2 separate regions of the Zea mays genome follow, and region 1 is linked to region 2. Evidence: chromatin contacts called from public Hi-C data. All regions are on one chromosome and are shown on one strand. Each heading gives the region's core, a stretch centred on a gene start, on an enhancer-like site or on the middle of the called end of the contact. The rest is flanking DNA. Distances are from core to core; before and after follow the strand shown.

Evidence for each region. Hi-C and Micro-C count contacts between places; a contact is called where the count stands out from the background.
Region 1: a contact with region 2 is called in a Hi-C map of ear, with 1.8 times the contacts expected there. The contact joins the promoter of LOC100286085 here to the promoter of LOC103630312 in region 2. A contact is called at or near these places in 3 of 25 Hi-C or Micro-C datasets (ear, endosperm and tassel).

Annotation. Positions count from the first base shown.
Region 1 is chr6:154,984,246-154,987,442 of Zm-B73-REFERENCE-NAM-5.0, forward strand. It overlaps LOC100286085 (CPL3), which reads left to right and starts at 1,692. Exons shown (of 8, transcript NM_001370741.1): 1 at 1,692-2,132. The coding sequence starts at 1,924.
Region 2 is chr6:154,532,513-154,535,515 of Zm-B73-REFERENCE-NAM-5.0, forward strand. It overlaps LOC103630312 (Putative RING zinc finger domain superfamily protein), which reads left to right and starts at 1,740. Exons shown (of 6, transcript XM_008651373.2): 1 at 1,740-2,375; 2 at 2,988-3,003. The coding sequence starts at 2,175.

The sequences.
Region 1 (3,197 bases), core at 442-2,941, 450 kb after region 2:
ACCTTCCAAGTGTTTTGTAAAGCAAGCAAGAGACACCTAATTGTGTGGTGATCCTTGCGGGGTCTTAGTGACCCGTGAGATTAAGAAGAAGCACTCTACCGGTCTAAGTGACCGATTGAGAGAGGGAAAGAGTTGAAATAGACCCGGCCTTTGTGGCCTCCTCAACGGGGACTAGGTTCTTTGGAACCGAACCTCGGTAAACAAATCGCCATGTTTATTTGTGTTGATCTCCACTAGATTTGTTTATCCACTCTTCTCTCTCTCTCTCTAAAGTTCCCTTGTTAATATTATTTTGAGTTTACTCCCAAAGTTATCCGTATTGATTGAGCAACTCGTAGCAAGAGAAACAATCTTCCGCATTCCAAATTTATTTCTAACCTAACCCCAAGTGTAGTGGGTGTTCAAAGTTCTTATATTTCAGGTTTCACTTATTCAGCCCCTCTAGACGACTTTCAAGTATCTCCTGCTGCATATGAGCTAGAATAACTGCTCTATCCACAGACTGTGGCAGGTGACACATTACTCCCCCTTGTAATTCTGCCTTCAATCCCTTCACAAATTGGTTGACAAAGAAAATCTCATCCATCCCGGGTTGTGAACAGAAGTGGCATACCTTGCTTCTTCAAACTCTTGAGCGTATTATTCAACTCCCTTCATCTGATACAGGTTCAGAAGATGTCTCATCACCTTGGGATATTCTTCCACGCCAAATTTGGCTCGAACAACTTTGCCAAATTGCATCCACTTCCCTAGTCCCTGCCTCATCTTGTACACTTGAAGCCACATCGCAACATTTCCCTCCATGTGCATGGATGCTAAGTTTGCCCATAGAGCTTCAGGAACCTGATAGATGGTGAAGTAGTCCTGGCACTTGGCTAGCCAAATTCCGGGTTCCTTCCCTTGAAATATGGGAAACAAGTATTTGGGCAAGGATGGATGTCCTCGCCCTCCCATAACTTGATCTTCCTCTTCTCTTATTCTCTCCTGTTGTGGTTCTCCTCTTCGGTTTGGATCACCAGTACCCTCCCTTGATGATCTAGAACCATCGTCTTCCAAGTCCTTCTCCATCATCTCCAAACGCAACTGCGCCACCACCTTGCCCGTCTGCTCCATATGCCTCACCAAAATAGTACATTCTGTTTATTCCTTCCTTGCCACCGTAGCTGAGAGCTCGGCTTGTCCTTTCAACCGATGTTGCCCAGCTTCCACCGTATCCAACTTCTTCATCACCCGGTCCATCATCTTCATCATATGTTCCCACTTCTCCTCTCCCTTCTGCTCCACAGTCGCCATGGCTCCGGCACGAAACGTGTCTGGACATAAGGTTTCACCACCGGCGCCGTCATGACAGCTCCAGAGTCAACACGCTTCTGATACCAAATTGTCACGACCTTTGGCCTGGGGATTCACCAAACCCTAGGCGTGAGTCCGTGAACAACCAAATACGAAGAACTTCCCCTCGGATAAGTTGCCGGTGGCGAAGAAGAGAAACAAGTATGTGTCTAATCCTTTTCATTTATTTCATAATCCCCGATGGTTCATGAGTACAAATATTTATAGACCATTAGATGGACCGGATTACAATAAAAAATTAAGCCATACTTACGCCCAGATTAACCCTAATGCTTTAGAAACTTCTCATAGATCTCCTGTTCTACTGCTACACAGTACTCGCATCTGCTCCGTCATGACTCATGACACCGTAGCTTCCTTCCTCGCCGTCGCCAAATGCTGCAGGCCGCCTCCATGAGGTGCTAGGGTTCCCTGGCCGACGCCACGACCGTCGCACCCGGCCGCCTCCGTCCCTGCGGGCCTTCGCCACCGCCCTCGCCAAACGTCCCGAGCTAGGGTTCCTCACAGCTTCTCCCAAGCGCCCTCCAGTCTCACCAACCCTTCTGCGGTTCTGCCCTTGGCGCCGCGCCCATGAGCCTCACCGAGGCGCCGTCCCCGTCCCCGTCGTCGTCGAGCGGGAGCGATGACTTCGCGGCCTTCCTCGCCTCCGAGCTCGAGCTCACCTCCGGTGCTGACTCCGCCTTCCCTGGTGACCCCTCCTCCGTTTTCCCCGCCACCGACGACGAGGGCGAGGACGAGGATCCGGAGGAGCTAGAGGTTGAAGCCATAGAACAAAACGGGTACGTGCCTCCTTCCTGCTCCTCCCTCCTCTTAGTTCATCGCTAGACGACTCCATGGGTTTGGCGGCTTCGGCCGCGCGATTATAACCTTGAATTGCACGCACATTTAGAGTTGGATGATCGGCCTTGCTGTTGGATTAGGGATAAGCAGATTTGCCCCGATTTGAGCTTATTAGGGTTTCGTGCTTCATCTGGTAAAACGTATGCTTCAGGAGTTCAGGATTTTTGCTTGCCTTTTACATGTTTCATGTTTTATTGGACTACGTGGAGCCTCACTGCAGCTGTTGTGATTCTACAAGGATTTTAACCTCGTCCCCCACCCCCACCCTCTCCTAGAATTTACTGAGGTTCGTACTGCTCGTGTACTGAGCGCACCTAATCATATTGATTAGTGAAACATGGTAAATCTGAAATTCGTAGAACCAATAGATTAGCACTGCTCTAATCTTCAATCCCCATTCAAAGAGTACCATGAAGGCATCCATTCTCTTGTAATATGCAAGTTTGATGTCTATCATGTTTTCATCTGCAGCTTATGATACAGGCTGAAATTAGGACAAGACATGCGGTCATGTACTGTAGCTTATCCTCTCTGTTGTGGTCAATGAATAGATGAATAAATGATATAATTCTTGCACTCATGTCTGTCATTTTTCATCTTCAGTTCATGTGCTGTAGCTTATCCTCTCTGTTGTGATAAATGATAAAGTTCTTGCACTCTGTTGCTCAAGGCCTATTTAACCTTCTATTTCAGATGAAAAGAAAAAGAAACTGACTATCCTAATAAGTGTGTACCCTGCTTGATTTTTTTATTTGGATTTTGATGTAAACTTGTGTTACTTCATAGACCCCTTCTCTTGCCTTTGATTTTGGGGCCTAGTAGTTGCAAGTTTGGCTAGTACTAGGGTAGTAAGACACCTGCTATTGATTGAGGCTTGTTCTATATATTTGAAATCCTAGCCCATCCCTTCTAATATAGGGAGGAAGAGTCATTGTATCCTAGTCAGGTTTATAGAAGCTAGGTGGATTACTGGTGTGGCCTAGTTACTAGGCAGGCTCAGTGGC
Region 2 (3,003 bases), core at 490-2,989:
CCGATGGGTAAACGAGGGCAGGGATGGGGTCCCTGTCCTCTGCGGTGTCCCGTTAAACTTACATGTGACGATGTTTTCATATAACAATTAATGATAAAAATAAATAATTACCTTATCAAGAAATCACCCGTTGTAAAAATAAGTTTATTTTAATATATACATAATGATTTTTACATCTAACAATATATAGTGGTAATGTTTTACATTAATAATAAATGAAGTACGATATAATTATAATTTAAATGGTGATGGAGATTCCGATGAGCATTTATCCTTGCGGGAAATAGAGATCAAAAAATGTTTCCTACAACGATTCATGGGGATACTCGGAGGAAAAAAAATTCATCGCGAGAACGGATATTGTGACTTTGTGAGCTAAAACCTGACCGGAAATACCTACTCGAGAGAATTCGGTAACGAGAACCGGTGTGCGCTCCCTCACGGACTGGCCCGCCATCCGCCGCGCGGCGTCGGACACGCGAGCCTCAGGCTATCCGGAACCGTTACCCCTAAATTTTTCCCCCTATATCACTTTTCCCCCCTATTTTCCCCCCTATTTTTTCATCTCCCGCAGCGGTTCCCCCTAAATACTCCCCCTATACCCCACTACCACTATAAAATATCATTTTCTATACCAACTATTAATTTTTTATCTACTAACAATTACTCGTGGACCCACAGCATAGTGTTTAGGGTGATGAACAGTGACACGCTAGATCTGGGGGGAGAGAGAAGGGGACCGACACGTAGGGGGCGCTGTAGGGGCACCGCTGCGGCCATAGGGTGCCCCCTACAGCCTAGCTGGAAGGGGAGGGGGAGCGGTAGGGTAGACCGTTGCGGTCAGTCTCAGCCAGGCAGAGGCAGGCAAGCTCGACGAGGACAGGAGCGCAACCTTTTGGATGAGCCGTGGCCCGCTGGGTGCGGCCAGTTGCCGTGGTGCGTGGGCGGCAGGGGCCGGGAATGCGGCAGATGGCTACTCCTACTAGCTGGCTGGGGCCTGGTCGGTCTCGGTCCTCGCCGTTTCCCGTACTAGTCTCGTCTCGTGGCGCCACATGCGGACAAGCCTGCGGTTCTTGGTCGTCACGCCGCTACAGCGCGCTGCCTGCCCCCAGGCCCCAGCAAGCCTTGACTGCCTGCCGAGCTGGATCTCGTGTGCAGCGTGGAGGGGCCCATACAGCGGTTCTGTCAACATGAATTTACCCCCTCCTCGACTCTTGAGTCTTGACTTTTGACCCACTCCAGGCAGGCCCAGTGCAGCTCTTGCCTCTGTTTTACTTTACTTTTATCGCATTTTCCTCTTGAGATGAAAGAAAAAAAGAATCGAAACCGATAAAAAACGTGGCTATCCGAAGAGTACATGCGGGTGAGAGGTAAAATGGGCCTCTTGCTCGAACACGGCAACGTTGTTATTAAAGAAAATAAAAAGTAATACCAACATTATAGTAAAGTTAACAATTCCTGTATGTTGTTATGACTTGCTGTTTAAAACTTTGCATGCTTGGTTGTGGACACTTGCCCTAGCTTGCGGAATAGAAACGGGACAGCCGACAGTGAAACCTCCTCTGTATCTATCTACGTAAATTTATGATAACAAATTTGTATTAAAGAATTAGCCCGCTCGCAATCATTTTTGAATTCATCGCATGCAACACCCTGTCCCTCCACTGCATCCACCCACCGCATTCAAGGAGCAGAAGAAACAATAGAAAGTGCAAAATGAAAATTCTTTAATGCAAGAAGCGAATGAGCTGTCGCGGCGAACGAGGCGATAACACACTCATCAACTCATCGTAGGAGTAGCCTGAAACTCCACAAGGCAGTAGTACTAGTCTAGTACTAGAGGACGCCATTATTATCGGACGAGGAGTAACCATCCAATCAGACAACACTTCATCGACGCAAGGACGCATGACATCGGGCAATTTTACCGAACCATCTCTCTCTTGTCTTCCTCCCTTGCTTTTAGCCAAGCTACGCTAGCGTCTGAAGACGAAGGAAGCTACAGCGGCCGAGGTCCCCGTTTCTGCGCCCACCGAGGCGTCGCGCATGCGGCCACCCGCACCCAGGCGCTGGCACGGGGGAGTGAGGTGTGGAGGTCGAGCAATGGCGGGCAGCCTTCGCCGGCCCGTGGATCTGTAGGCGCGGCGCGGGGGGGGGGTGTTGGCTGGTGCGCGATGGGATCTGGGAGCAGCAAGGCCACCACCTCCTCCTCCTCGCCCACGGCGGCGGAGGCGGGCGGCGAGGTTAAGAGGCCGAATGGGAGCGGGAAGGGGAGGAGGGGGAGGAGCCTGCTGCCACTGCCGAGCTCCTCCTGCTTCCGTGGCTCCACGACGCCGTGCGAAGGCGACGCTGCCGCAGCAGCGGTGGACTTCGAGGTGAGGGCCTTCCCACTCGGTTTCGTTTCCCTTGCGGTGCTTCGAATCTGTGCGCGTTGGAATGCGGTGAATCGGGCGAATGAAGGGTGTTTTCACATCACAAATGGAATGCGGATATGTGGTACTTTAGAAAGGGTGTAGATCTTGTCGCTGTGAATTTGTTGCTTCGTGAATCGAGCAACTGGCCTCGGTTTCTGAGCGAGCATTTCTGACGGATTCGATATCGTTCAATGGCTTCATAATTTGGTTTCAAATTTCTGGAACTGAATTTTGAACCATTTTCTCTGGCGAACTGAATTCTGAACTTCTGGTTGGTTTGATGTGGCACGGAATTTTCTTTCCGTAAATTATGCTCTTTCTCTTTCATTGCCTGTTTGGTTTCGACCATGTCAAATATTTTTGAACTCCTTCTGTATGAACTTTGAAGCACTGAAATGTACTTAGTACTATGATTTATGGATGAATAGTACAACTTATTGGGAATAGATATGTTGCTTGGTTAGAATTCTAAGCTTCATTTATCTGCAGTTTCCTGAATTGGGTTGCCGTTACAGTTTTGGAACAAAAGCTCCATTGCTGCTATAGTTAAATGACGCATTTGTATGTTTCTAGTGTAACAAGGGAGGGG